Regions from separate parts of the Ovis aries genome. Here region 1 is linked to region 2. Evidence: chromatin contacts called from public Hi-C data. All regions are on one chromosome and are shown on one strand. The core of a region is the stretch at or near the end of the contact, and the rest is flanking DNA. Distances in the headings are between cores, read along the strand shown.

The links. Hi-C and Micro-C count contacts between places; a contact is called where the count stands out from the background.
Region 1: a Hi-C map of omental adipose tissue shows a contact between it and region 2, with 2.5 times the contacts expected there. The contact joins two enhancer-like sites. A contact is called at or near these places in 4 of 16 Hi-C or Micro-C datasets (hypothalamus, liver, omental adipose tissue and 1 more).

Annotation. Positions count from the first base shown.
Region 1 is chr21:27,003,319-27,010,199 of ARS-UI_Ramb_v3.0, forward strand. No RefSeq gene overlaps it. Among named protein-coding and RNA genes, the nearest start is that of RPUSD4, 16 kb to the right of the region's middle. Within about 2 kb of position 1,358, at least 2 of the 54 cell types and tissues checked have an H3K27ac peak or open chromatin away from gene starts, as enhancers often do.
Region 2 is chr21:26,945,782-26,952,813 of ARS-UI_Ramb_v3.0, forward strand. No RefSeq gene overlaps it. Among named protein-coding and RNA genes, the nearest start is that of CDON, 65 kb to the left of the region's middle. Within about 2 kb of position 1,795, at least 12 of the 54 cell types and tissues checked have an H3K27ac peak or open chromatin away from gene starts, as enhancers often do.

The DNA of each region.
Region 1 (6,881 bases), core at 108-2,607, 57 kb after region 2:
AGCAAACTCATCCCTCCTCCTCTGATTCCAGAAAGGACTTGATGCCAGATCTTGGGGATTCCTTTAGCCCTGGCATCTTGGGCTTCTGACCTTCAAATCAGAAATCCAAGAGTCCTGGCTTCATATCAGCACCTACAGATCAGCCGCACACCTCTCAAGGGATCCACAGCCCTTCGGGGACTGCCCGTGACGCTGTGCTCTCCCTCGAATCTACCCAGTTCCTGGCTGGGGGCAGGGGAGGGGGCTTGGCTGGGGGTGACCGCAGTGTCCTCCACTTCCAACACGGTCTCCAGCTCCATCTTTAGTGGGCCATCCAGTTTGGGGCATGCCGGTGTATTTACTCTGTTCTCAGGGTGATCCCTGAGCTACACTGTAGTCTCCTCACATCCCCTCCTGGGGGACTACCTGCTCAGTCACTGCCCGGCAACTCCCAGAGCCAGCCTGACTCCAGTCTTTCTGGAAATAAGGAGTCAACTTCCTTTCCTATGTCTCCCCTAAACCGTAGTAAGTTTGCAAGTGTGCAGGGCCAGGCTGGGCATTGCTGGTGAGCAGTGTAGCTGAAGGTGGAGACCTCGCCCAGTCCTGTGCTGTAGAAAGAACAGCACAGTCAGGGCTATTCTTCATCCCCTGGGACTCTGGGGGATGACTCCAGCATTCTTGCCTGGGGACTCCCTTGGACAGAGGAGCCTGGCAGGCTACCATCCCTGGGGTCGCAAAGAGTTGGACACGAAGCGACTTAGCACGCATGCATGCGAATAAGTTAACTCATGCAAGAGGCTCTGTGCAGGCAGCAGGCATTGGTGTTGCGGGTACTCAGGCTCTGGGAGCTCCAAGGAGGAGGGACAGAGACAGAGATCAGCCTTGGGTGTGTGACCGCAGGCCCTCTGCCTACTCGCTCTCTTCCTCTGGCTTTTCTTCTCTAGGCTGGTGAAGTAGAAGGATAGGGGAAAATCTGGTTTATGAGTCCAGAAGAAAAAAAAACAGGGGAACTTCTGGAAAATTCTGTAACTTTAGACAGGAAAACGGCCAGACTTCTCCGACTGGGCCAGGATGAACTGGCAGCCGTTCAGGCCTGGCTATAGGAGGTGTGTGTGTGTGTGTGTGTGTGTGTGTGTGTGTGTGTGTGGCCTGGCTATAGGAGGTGTGTGTGTGTGTGTGTGTGTGTGTGTGTGTAGCCCAGGCCACATCCAGGGGAACCCATGGCTCTCTCCCTCTGCTTGTCCTTCTGCCCTCCATCTCTCTCCCTCCCTGTTCTCCCATCTCCTCCCCCAACCAGTGAGCGTGGGAAGCTCAGGAGGTAGTGCCCCTTGAGTGCAAGCGTGCAGGGCCAAGCTGGGCATGGCCTTCGAGGAGTATAGCTGAAGGCGGAGGCCCCTCCCAGCCCTGCGGTTCCTGGTTCCGAAGGGAAGGTTCTCTCCTCTGTTTTTCAGATCCCGTGCTTCCTGTAGGAAGCAGTCACCACCTGCCCCTTAGAATCAAGCGGGTTTGGCGCCCCCGCCCCGCCCTCCCACTGCCTCACTCCCCCTCCAGGGAGGGTGTGCGGACAGGTAATGATGGGCCCACAATTGGGACACAGGCTGGGGGAGTGGGACCAGGAGCCCAGAGCAGCCCAGAGGCTCCTGTGGAGACGGGAAAGGGGCAATGAAGGCAAGCTGGGCTCACCGTGGAAGCCGAGCTGGAGAGGAGATTGCTGCCTGCAGCCCGGGCCTGGCCCTCACCTCCTGCGCCCTCTCTGACCCTGTTGCTCACATCAAAGTGGGGACCCATCCCCTCGCTTGCTCCCTGAATGGTCCAGGTCATGGCTCCTGGCTCCTTGAAGCTGCTGATGGACAGATGGTAATAGCTCCCAGAGTGTTGAGAGATGGGCTCCGAGTTAGCACAGTCCCGGCCCATAATCAGAGCTGCTGCTTGGGGCTCCCTGCCTCCCGCTCATGCATCCGCACTCGCCCCGGGACAGACTGGTCAGCAGGCGTTGGGAAAAGGGGGTGCCCGGTCTGCTTTAATGCTGGGGTTCAGGGTCCACAGATGCAGGTGCGGGGTGTGGAAGAGGCAGGAGCCTGAGGACTCTGAAACCCATTTCAGAAAGGCTGTAGGGAGTAGTGGGGGCAGGGAAGAAAGGAGGGGCAGCAGCCTCTCACACATGTCGGCTACCTGAAGCGCATCAGTGCAGCCCCAACTTCCAAACCTGCCATCTTTATTTCCTCCCATTATTTATCAAATCACATTTTATCGGCCTGCTTTTATTAGTCAAAATCATACTAATCACTAATCATACATATCACTGAGTGCTTCTGATCAACAAAGAGATTGCAATTTTTTACTACGATGCATTGGGCCAAAATAAAAGCAGCCAACTGCTAAGCATGCTTGACATTTCAGCTGAGCTCTGCAACCACGTGGTGGGTAAATGAATATTTCCATTAGGCTTTTATTTTAAAGTGAAAAATTGAGCACAGCCATGACTTATAAATGAATGGAGCATGCCTAATATGGAAGGGGTCTTGTTAACAGAATTCACAGATAAATTCAGCTGTCTCTAGGCGATCTGGGAGGCAGACAAAGGTGGCCCTTCAACCCTGTGTACAGTTGGGAAGCCTGGAGGTGGTGGGGTGAGGAAGTAGCAAGACCCCTCCCGGGTAGGTTTAGGGAACTCAGAACTGCTAATACTTTTGAGAAACCAGCAAGAGAGGCCAGTGAGTCAGAGCAGAAGGTGTTTCTTCCCGAAAGGAAGGTGGGCCTTTCAGATTCCTGCTCTTTCACTTCTCTCTCGCGCTTCTCCGGTGCTACAGGTGGGGCCCCGTAACACAGACCTGGGACTGATAAGGCAGTGCTCCCGTTGTAGGGCTGGGTGTCACTGTGTGTCCCACCTAAGATGTACTCCTATCTGGGCTTTTCCATAACTGAGAGCAGCTTGATTATACTTTCCACATGTCTGTAGTGAACTTGTAGTCCTCTTATAACTGAGTGTTTATGAGTCTCATTCTAGGGTGAATATACTTGGGGAGCCTAAACCATGACCTCCCTCCACTGTCTCATTCTCCACCAGAGAACAGAAAAATTTAAGTTTGAAACTAACTTAAAAATAAAAGGCCCGAGATTTACCACGCTGGGGAAGCCAATGTCAAGGGTATCTGGAGGTCAGAGGCCAACAGGAAACGCTGTTGTGGAAGATGCCTGATTAAAACCTGTTCCCGCTTTCAGGCCAGAAAGGGAGAATAAATCTGGGAGACTGCTGCCATCTGGTAGTAAAACGAGAAATTGCAATTACTCCTCATTTTGTTTCTTTCATATGAATACTGTAATAAAACTAAATCTTACCCAATAAAATTAACTATAAATCCTAAAGGAAGTCAGTAATGATTATTCATTGGAAGGACTGATACTGAAGCTCCAATACTTTGGCCACCTGATGCGAAGTACTGACTCATTTGAAAAGACCCTGATGCTGGGAAAGACTGAAGGTGGGAGAGGGGGACAACAGAGGATGAGATGGTTGGATGGCTTCACCGGCTCGATGGACATGAGTCTGAGTAGGCTCCGGGAGCTGGTGATGGACAGGGAAGCCTGGAGTGCTGCAGTCCATGGGGTCCCAAAGAGTTGGACACGACTGAGCGACTGAACTGATCTTCAGAAATGACAGTTTACCAAAACAATTTCATGGGAGAAAGAATAATCTTTTCAGGGGACTTCCCTGACAGTCCAGTGGTTGAGGCTTCATCTTTGTCTTCACGTCCAGGGTGAGTTGATCCCTGTTCAGGGAGCTAAGATCTCCAGGGTGTGTGAGTTGATCCCTGTTCAGGGAGCTAAGATCTCACATGCTTCACACCCCAGAAAACAAAACATAAAACAGAAATAATATTGTAACAAATTCAATAGACTTTAAAAACGGTCCACATTGACAACAAACAAATATATAGATCCTTTAAAAAAAAAATCTTTTCAACAAATGATGCTGGGACCATTAGCTATCCACATGCAAAGCTGAACACCTTAATACATCATACTCAAAAGTTAATTTTAAATGGAAAGGAATTCAGTCCTGAATATTCATTGGAAGGACTGATGCTGAAGCTGAAACTCCAATACTTTGGCCACCTGATGTGAAGAACTGACTCATTTGAAAAGACCCTGATGCTGGGGAAGACTGAAGGCAGGAGGAGAAGGGGAAAACAGAGGATGAGATGGTTGGATGGCATCACTCAACGGACTTGAGTTTGAGTAAACTCTAGGAGTTGGTGATGGACAGGGAGGCCTGGCATGCTGCAGTCCATGGGATCTCACAGAGTCGGACACAACTGAGAGACTCAACTGAACTGAACTGATAGTCCCAAAATGTAAGAGTTAAACCTAGAAAATATTGAGGGGAAAAATAGGTAAATCTCTGAATTTAGATTAGGCAATTTTAAAATATATGACATCAAAAGCACAACAAACAAAAGGAGATATATTAATTTAAAAATGGATATTGAGTTTATGTGAGAATTAAAATATTCTGAAATTAGATTGGGGTGCTAATTGTCCAATTCTAGGAATGTACTGAATTCTACACTTTAAATGGGTGAATTTTATAGCATGTGAATACCATCTCAATAAAAATGGCAAATTTAACCTGCTTTAACCTAACATTACCGGATTTCCAGGAGGTTCAGTAGTAAAGAATCTGCCTGCTAATGCAGGAGACACAGGTTCGATGCCTGGGTCAGGAAGATCTCCTGGAGAAGAAAATGGCAACCCGCTCCAGTATTCTTACCTGGAGAATTCCACGGACAGAGAAGTGTGATGAGCTACAGTCCAGGGGATTACAAAGAATCAGATACAATTTAGCAACAATAATGAGCACACACACACACACACACACACACACACACACAAAACCTATTATTACATTAATTGGGTCCTTGCCATCTATTAGGAACTCTTCTGGAAACTTAATATGAATTGTTTCAATTAATCCTTCAAAATATCTGTGTCATAGAGGTACTGTTATTATGCCCATTTTGCAGGTGCTCGAACTGAGGCTCAGATAAGTTAAATAAATTATCCGCAGTTAGCCAATAACTATCAGAGCCATCGTTTGAACTGAAAGCCCATCTAGATTCAGAGCCTGAGAGCTACCAGAGTCGGGGGACCGCCTTACTGTTCACTAGCCACTTTTCAAGAGTTTACAGGCGTAGGGCTTGGGGGCCAAAGAAGGAAGCCCCATGCCTGCCCATGAGAAGGTAGGAGACAGGTGTAATTACAGGGAATGACTAGGATACGCGGCAGGAAGTGTGGGGTGACGAGCACTTCTCGGTGCTCAGGGCACACGGGGTAATTGCCCTCCTCCAGGGCCCCTCTGGACACACGGCTGTATGATAGCACTGACGTAGGCTTGGGAGTGGCCCCCCAGACCTCTTCCTCCTCTGTTTACTGTAACCCACCTCATCTACCCTGCTACTCAGGATAGGCTCCCCGGGAGTCACCCTAGGTCCTTCCCCTACCCGACCCGTACCAACCCCCAGTCAGCTCTAACCGTTCTTCCCAGCAGTTATTTGGAGCCTGTTTACCGTGCCCCCCCCCCCCCCCCCGCCCCGGCCCCAAGGCTTCCCTGATGGTTAAGCGGTAAAGAATCCTCCTGCAAGGAAAGAGAGGCAGGAGACTCAGGTTCCACCTCTGGGTGAAGAAGATCCCCTGGAGGAGGAAATGGCAACTCACTCCAGCAGTCTTGCCTGGGAAATTCCACAGACAGAGGAGCCTGGTGGGCTGCAGTCTGTGGGGGCAGCAAAGAGCTGGACATGACTGAGCACACACAGTTTATTGTGACTGGGAGCACAACAGAAAACATCCCCAGGAAAGCAGAGTTTCACCCTCCCAGGTGATCAGGCTTGATTAAAACCCCATTCTCACTGCCCTGGATCACAGCAGATAAGGGTGTGCCAAGTGGGGTGAGAGAAAGGAAGTGAACAGAAATATTTCAAGGCCACTGGTCCAAGAGAACCTTAAGGCTCTAGCTGATGGAGGCGTATACACAGACAGCCACCAAGGAGGCCGAAAGGTGAAGGGGTCCCTATCTAGGACATGGAGATGACTCCAGAACAGGAGTGCAAGGGGCAAACAGTGTTGTGTAGTAAGGAATTTGCCTGGCTTTTGTCCCTGCCTCCTGGGAGGAAGCCTCTAAATCTTTGGAATGATAGGAGTGTCTCTGTTACTTAGGATGGGTCCTGACAGTTTGTATAACCCCTGGGGAGTGTCAGGGTGCAGGCCTGTCAATGGTATGTCAATAGACCAATCATGTGATTAGAGATGGAGAGTTGGACTGAGTTCAATAACCAGTGATCTAATCAATCTTGCTGATATGATGAAACTCCAATAAAGACTCCAGGCATTGAAGCTTATGTGACCTTTCTGGTTGGCACCCTCTGTGCACCTGGACTGCGGTAGTCCTGAATCCCCAGGGAGGGGCCAGGGTAGCTTCGTGTCTGGGACCCTCGCAGACCTCCACCCCATGAGTCTCCTCTTTTACTGCCGTAAGAAAAACTGCAATAGCAAGCAGAGCTGAGTTTTGAGAGTTGTTCTAGAGGATTATCAAGCCTGAGAAGGTAATGGAAACCCCTGACTTTGCAGCTATCTGGTGATGGGGTTGAGGAGATGCTACCCCCAAACCTGGCACCTCGAAAAATTTTTTAAAAACACTATCTTTAAAAAATTTTTTTAATTAACATTTTTAGATGCACTGAGTTTTGGTTGCTGTGTGAGGGTTTTCTCTAGTTGTGGCGAGGCAGGGCCCTTCTCTGGTTGTGATGTGAGGGCTTCTCATTGCGGTGGCTTCTCTTGCTGCAGAGGACACACACAGTGACCTCATCTGTGCTTCTAAAGTTAAGTCCATGGTGCAGGGTAACAGT
Region 2 (7,032 bases), core at 545-3,044:
CTTCCTGCCTGAGCAGCGCTCCTTCTCTGTCCTCACCTCTGAAGCCCTTGCCGGTGCCCCAGTCACAGGGACTGTCTAGTCCTGCCCAGGTTATAGTGCCCTTCATCTGGGAGGCAGAGAAGACGGCGTAGGAACAGAGCCTTTAAAGTCTGACAAATGTGAGTTCAAAATCTCCTAGATCCCTTGCTACTGTGATCTCTCTGAGACTCTGTTATCTCACCCAGAGAGAAGGTAGCAAGCGTACCTCCTAAATAGGGATTGGGCTCCCCTGGTGGCTCTGACAGTGAAGAATCTGCCTGCAATGCAGGAGACCAGGATTCGATCCCTGGGTCAGGAAAATCCCCTGGAGAAACGAATGACTACCCACTCCAGTATTCTTGCCTGGAGAATTCCATGAAGAGAGGAGCCTTGCGGGCTACGGCCCATGAGGTCGCAAAGAGTCAGACATGACTGAGGGACTAACATTTTCAATTTTTTCAAATAGTGATTAAAAGCAAACATATACAAGAACCTAGCACCCTACAAGTGCGTGTAAGTACACCGCACTTGCCATAACTCCTGGGATGGTCATTGTTAACTGAGTCTTCTGAAGGCAGGAAACCACTGGACTTGTGTGTCAGCCAGACTCTCAGATGGTCGTGGGCAATCCACATGTCCTGGTATTCACATTTCTGTGAAATCCCCTCCCTTGAGCCTGGCAGGACCTACTACGTGCTTCTAATCAATAGAACATGGCGAAAGTGACGTGACATCATTTCTATTATTACACTACACAAAGTTGTGACTTGCTCTTGTTGTCATTTAGTTGCTCAGTCATGTCTGACTCTTTGCAACCCGATGGTCTGCTGCCCACCAGGCTCCTCTGTCCATGGGATTTCACAGGCAAGAGTACCGGAGTGCGTTGCCATCCAAGGGACCCAAGGGATCTTCCTGACCCAGGGAGTGAAACCTCATCTCCTTCATCCGCAGGCAGATTCCTTACCTTTGAGCCACCTGGGAGGCCCTACTTGTTCGCCTGCTCTATCGTCTCTAGCTTGTGCTTGTGGCAAGGACTGAGAACAGCCTCTGTCTGAGGACAAGTTGGCCACCGAGGCCCTCAACCCAACAATTCTTGATCAGCTAAACTCTGCCCACCATCATCTGAGCCCAGAAGCAGATCCTTCCCCAGCGGAGCCTGCAGACGAGGCTCCAGCCCTGGTCAAAGCCTTGATCAACAGCCATGAGATCCCCTGAAGCTGAGGGCCCGGCTAAGCTGTGCTGGACTTCTGGCCCACAGAACCCGTGAGAAAATAGACATGTATTGCTTTAAGTCACTGAGTTTTATGGTAATTTGTTACACAGAAATAGATAACTAATATGATTTCTTGTATTTCTGGCACAGCACTTGGCATAGGGTAGCAGTTAAAAGTGTGTTGAGTGGATGGATGAATGACGGTGACAGGTAAACCCATCAGGGTCTGAGGAAGTCTAGGCAGGGTGACACCCTGAGAGTGGGCTCTTTCCCAGACCTTCTACCTGTCTTTCATCCCTTTCTCTCCCTCACCAATGACCCCAGGTTTCCCTTCCCTTCTCCAGTCCTCAAGACTTTTCTCTGCTTCTAGTTCCTGCTTTCAGTCATTCTCTCTGAATTTTCATTTTCTTCTTTAAAAAACAAAAACAAGAAACAATCCAGCTCTCTATAAAATATCTGACCCTGGCGAATTGAACAATTTCTGATGGAAAGCAGTCTTGTCCAGAAAGCCTCTTACCCACCCTGTTCAGGAATGTGGTTGCTGCAGATATTAAAACAGACCTGCAGGCGTCTGCAACGAGCGGGGAGCGCGTGCCAGGAATGAGGTCAGCCTGCACAGCGGGGCTTTTTACCTATGAAAAGTGCTGCTGCTCTGGACTGGAGCACAACAGGGCCCTCCCTTTCCCGAGCCTTCCCCTTCGAGGTACCCCATAGTGCTCCCCTAGTTTAATCCCTGAGCCATAACTTCCCGCCAGTGCTGGTACTCAAGGTCAGGAGGGCTGTGTCATCAGACCTGCTAGAGAGGATGCCAGGATGCCTTTGTCCAAGCGGCTCCAAGTAGCTTTGGCTGAAGCATGTGGCCTCGTGGCTGGCAGTAGTCACCACCCCCCGCCCCCAATCCTGACTCCTTCCTGTTCTCGTCTCCTGGCTCCACTATTACCCTCCAGATAATCAGAGGGACCTTGTTCAGGTAGAGAGATATCAAGCTTCATTCCTCTGCAAGAGGCACTTCTCAGGGAAGCCAGAACTCCTGAGGCAGAAACGGGAGACTAGAAACCCTCATCCTGAAGGCTCCTCACTGTATAGATGAGCTCCCACCCAAGCCTTGGGTTTTGCCCTAATTCTGCTCCTACAGCTGAATCTGGGTGAGCCCAAGATGAAGTAGAACCCTTGACAATGATCAGATTTCCTTCTTCTGCTGAGAAGCTCAGAGAACTAGGAGAACCCTAAGTCTATTTTTTTGTTGTTCTTGTTTAGTCGCTAAGTCGTGTCTGAATCTTTGGGACCCTAAGGACTTGCAGCCCACCAGGCTCCTCTGTCCACGGGTTTTCCCAGGCAAGAATACTGGAGTGGGTAGCCATTTCCTTCTCCAGGGGATCTTCCAGACCCAGGGATCGAACCTGAATCTCCTGCATTGACAGGCGAATTCTTTACTGCTGAGCCATCAGGGAAGTAACTCTAACTATTCCAGTCTTCAAACTCAACAGCCTCACCCATGACAATCCTGATAATCATAATAATGGCTAACATTTGCCTAAATGATTCCTGTACACAAAGTACCTTCACATGTGCTATTTCTTACAAGAATCCTACGGTATAAGTTAGCCCCATTTTATAGGTGGCTCAGAAAGACTGTCACATTTTCCCTGTTACACAGGGGACGAGACTAGGAATCTAAACCCCAGTCTGTTGACTCAGAGCTGTTTGTTCTTCCCACTGCTTATACTGCCCCTCTATCTGTAATGCTCATTAGCCTCTAATGTTGCACCTCATTTGTACACTGATCAGTTTATGTTGAAATGGACCCACTGTATTGCCCAATTCCTGCCCCTTTCACCTTAATCTTGGCCACGGCCAGCCTCTGGAGAGCTGGATGGAGTGTCTTCATCCAAAAGAGCAATGGCCTGACCCCTGGCCTTCAAATTCTGCCTCTGGCACAAACAAGGGACATGACTCTGAGTGGGTTGCCTCACTTTTCTAGGTACTGTAATGTGGAAGTCTCAAATAGTCTGCTCTTTGAGGCCCTTTTTCACTCTGATTCTTTCGCTCAGAAACTGTCTGGTTCTTTGACTCAGTTTCTGGTTGGCCTCCCTCTTGGGGAGGGACGATTTCCCAAGTCCTTGGGAAAATGACTCAGCCTGTTGCCATCTGGAGCTTGGGCTGGGAGAGGGGAGGACTTAGCCAGCTATTCCAAAGATGATATGAGGACACTGTTCCCTCCACTCCACCCAAAAGAGTCCCTCTACCTCCCTTTCTCCAACCTTCCACGACATCAACGTGATGTCTTTTAGTTTAGAATACAAGCTCTTTAAGGCCTTTGCCATTGTCATTGACCAGCCCAACCTGGGTACCACACCAGTCAGCCTGGCACGCCACTGATCTCACCAGATGTCTGTGAGCTTGGGCTGAAGGTTATCCACAGTCTCCATACTTGGGGAGCCCTGGGGGCCCTGCAGCTGCTCCCAGCTGTACAGCTGAACAATGCAGTGTCTGTCAGGTCTCCCACTGAGCTTCTTTTAGGGAGTGTTAGGGTTGCAGCGCTAACTGGAGGCATCTCAGCTGCTTCCTGCCCCTTGAGTCCCTGCACAAATTCCTAAGCAAAGATGACAGTCCATCCAGCTCTGTATCTGATCACAACCCCAGGAGCTGGGGATGGGTCACCAAAGAATTTCCCCATCAACTCAAAGCAAAGAGACAAACTTTCTAGCCTGGATAGATCTCCAAGGATAAAATGCACCTGGGTCTCTGCTTCCAGGAACAGAGGCAGCAACATAGCTAGATTTTCAGAAATCTTTGGGTAATGTTGTGGCCTCCACAACATTAAGAGAAACCCAAGTATCAGTAGGTGTTGTGAGAGGCATCAGAGGGCAGACACACAAACCATAATCACAGAAAACTAGTCAATCTAATCACATGGACCACAGCCTTGTCTAACTCAGTGCCACCCAAGATGGGTGGGTCATGGTGGAGAGGTCTGACAGAATGTGGTCCACTGGAGAAGGGAATGGCAAATGACTTCAGTATTCTTGCCTTCAGAACCCCATGAACAGTATGAAAAGGCAAAATGATAGGATACTGAAAGAGGAACTCCTCAGGCCGGTAGGTGTCCAATATGCTACTGGAGATCACTGGAGAAATAACTCCAGAAAGAATGAAGGGGTGGAGCCAAAGCAAACACAATACCCAGTTGTGGGTGTGATTGGTGATAGAAGCAAGGTCTGATGCTGTAAAGAGCAATGTTGCATAGGAACCTGGAATGTTAGGTCCATGAATCAAGGCAAATTCGAAGTGGTTCAAACAGGAGATGGCAAGAGTGAACGTCAACATTCTAGGAATCAGCAAACTACAATGGACTGGAATGGGTGAATTTAACTCAGATGACCATTATATCTACTATTGTGGGCAGGATCCCTTAGGAGAAATGGAGTAGCCATCATGGTCAACAAAAGAGTCCGAAATGCAGTACTTGGATGCAATCTCAAAATGACAGAATGATCTCTGTTCGTTTCCAAGGCAAACCATTCAATATCACAGTAATCCAAGTCTATGCCCCAATCAGTAATGCTAAAGAAGCTGAAGCTGAACGGTTCTATGAAGACCTACAAGACTTTTAGAACTAACACCCCAAAAAGATGTCTTTTTCATTATAAGGGACTAGAATGCAAAAGTAGGAAGTCAAGAAACACCTGTAGTAACAGGCAAATTTGGCCTTGGAATGCGGAATGAAGCAGGGCAAAGACTAATAGCGTTTTGCCAAGAGAACACACTGGTCATAGCAAACACCCTCTTCCAACAACACAAGAGAAGACTCTACACAGGGACATCTCCAGATGGTCAACACTGAAATCAGATTATATTCTTTGCAGCCAAAGATGGAGAAGCTCTATGCAGTCAGCAAAAACAAGACCAGGAGCTGACTGTGGCTCAGATCATGAACTCATTATTACCAAATTCAGACTTAAATTGAGGAAAGTAGGGAAAACCACCAGCTATTCAAGTATGACCTAAATCAAATTCCTTATGATTATACAGTGGAAGTGAGAAATAGATTTAAGGGACTACTAGATCTGATAGATAGAGTGCCTGGTGAACTATGGACAGAGGTTCGTGATATTGTACAGGAGACAGGGATCAAGACCATCCCCATGGAAAAGAAATACAAAAAAGCAAAATGGCTGTCTGGGGAGGCCTTACAAATAGCTGTGGAAAGAAGAGAAGCAAAAAGCAAAGGAGAAAAGGAAAGATATAAGCATCTGAATGCAGAGTTCCAAAGAATAGCAAAGAGAGATAAGAAAGCCTTTCTCAGCAATCAATGGAAAGAAATAGAGGAAAACAACAGCATGGGAAAGACTAGAGATCTCTTCAAGAAAATTAGAGATACCAAGGGAACATATCATGCAAAGATGGGCTCGATAAAGGACAGAAATGGTATGGACCTAACAGAAGCACAAGATATTAAGAAGAGGTGGCAAGAATACACAGAAGAACTGTACAAAAAGATCTTCACAACCAAGATAATCACGATGGTGTGATCACTCACCTAGAGCCAGACATCCTGGAATGTGAAGTCAAGTGGGCCTTAGAAAGCATCAGTATGGACAAAGCCAGTGGAGTTGATGGAATTCCAGTTGAGCTGTTTGAAATCCTGGAAGATGATGCTGTGAAAGTGCTGCACTCAATATGCCAGCAAATTTGGAAAACTCAGGAGTGGCCACAGGACTGGAAAAGGTCAGTTTTCATTCCAATCCCAAAGAAAGGCAATGCCAAAGAGGGCTCAAGCTACCACACAATTGCACTCATCTCACATGCTAGTAAAGTAACGCTTAAAATTCTCCAAGCCAGGCTTCAGCAATACGTGAACCGTGAACTTCCAGATATTCAAGTTGGTTTTAGAAAAGGCAGAGGAACCAGAGATCAAATTGCCAACATCTGCTGGATCATGGAAAAAGCAAGAGAGCTCCAGAAAAACATCTATTTCTGCTTTATTGACTATGCCAAAGCCTTTGACTGTGTGCATCACAATGAACTATGGAAAATTCTGAAAGAGATGAGAATACCAGACCACCTGACCTGCCTCTTGAGAAACCTATATGCAGGTCAGGAAGCAACAGTGAGAACTGGACATGGAACAACAGACTGGTTCCAAATAGGAAAAGGAGTACATCAAGGCTGTATATTGTCACCCTGCTTATTTAACTTCTATATAAAGTACATCATGAGAAACGCTGGGCTGGAAGAAGCACAAGCTGGTATCAAGATTGCCGGGAGAAATATCAATAACCTCAGATATGCAGAAGACACCACCCTGATGGCAGAAAGTGAAGAAGAACTAAAAAGCCTCTTGATGAAAGTGAAAGAGGAGAGTGAAAAAGTTGGCTTAAAGCTCAACATTCAGAAAACGAAGATCATGGCATCTGGTCCCATCACTTCATGGCAGATAGATGGGGAAACAGTGGAAACAGTGGCTGACTTTTTTTTTCTGGGCTCCAAAATCACTGCAGATGGTGACTGCAGCCATGAAATTAAAAGATGCTTATTCCTTGGAAGGAAAGTTATGACCAACCTAGATAGCATATTCAAAAGCAGAGACATTACTTTGCCAACAAAGGTCTGTCTAGTTAAGGCTATGGTTTTTCCAGTGGTCATGTATGTGAGAGTTGGACTGTGAAGAAAGCTGAGTGCCGGAGAATTGTTGCTTTTGAAATGTAGTGTTGGAGAAGACTCTTGAGAGTCCCTTGGACTGCAAGGAGATCCAACCAGTCCATTCTGAAGGAGATCAGTCCTAGGTGTTCTTTGGAAGG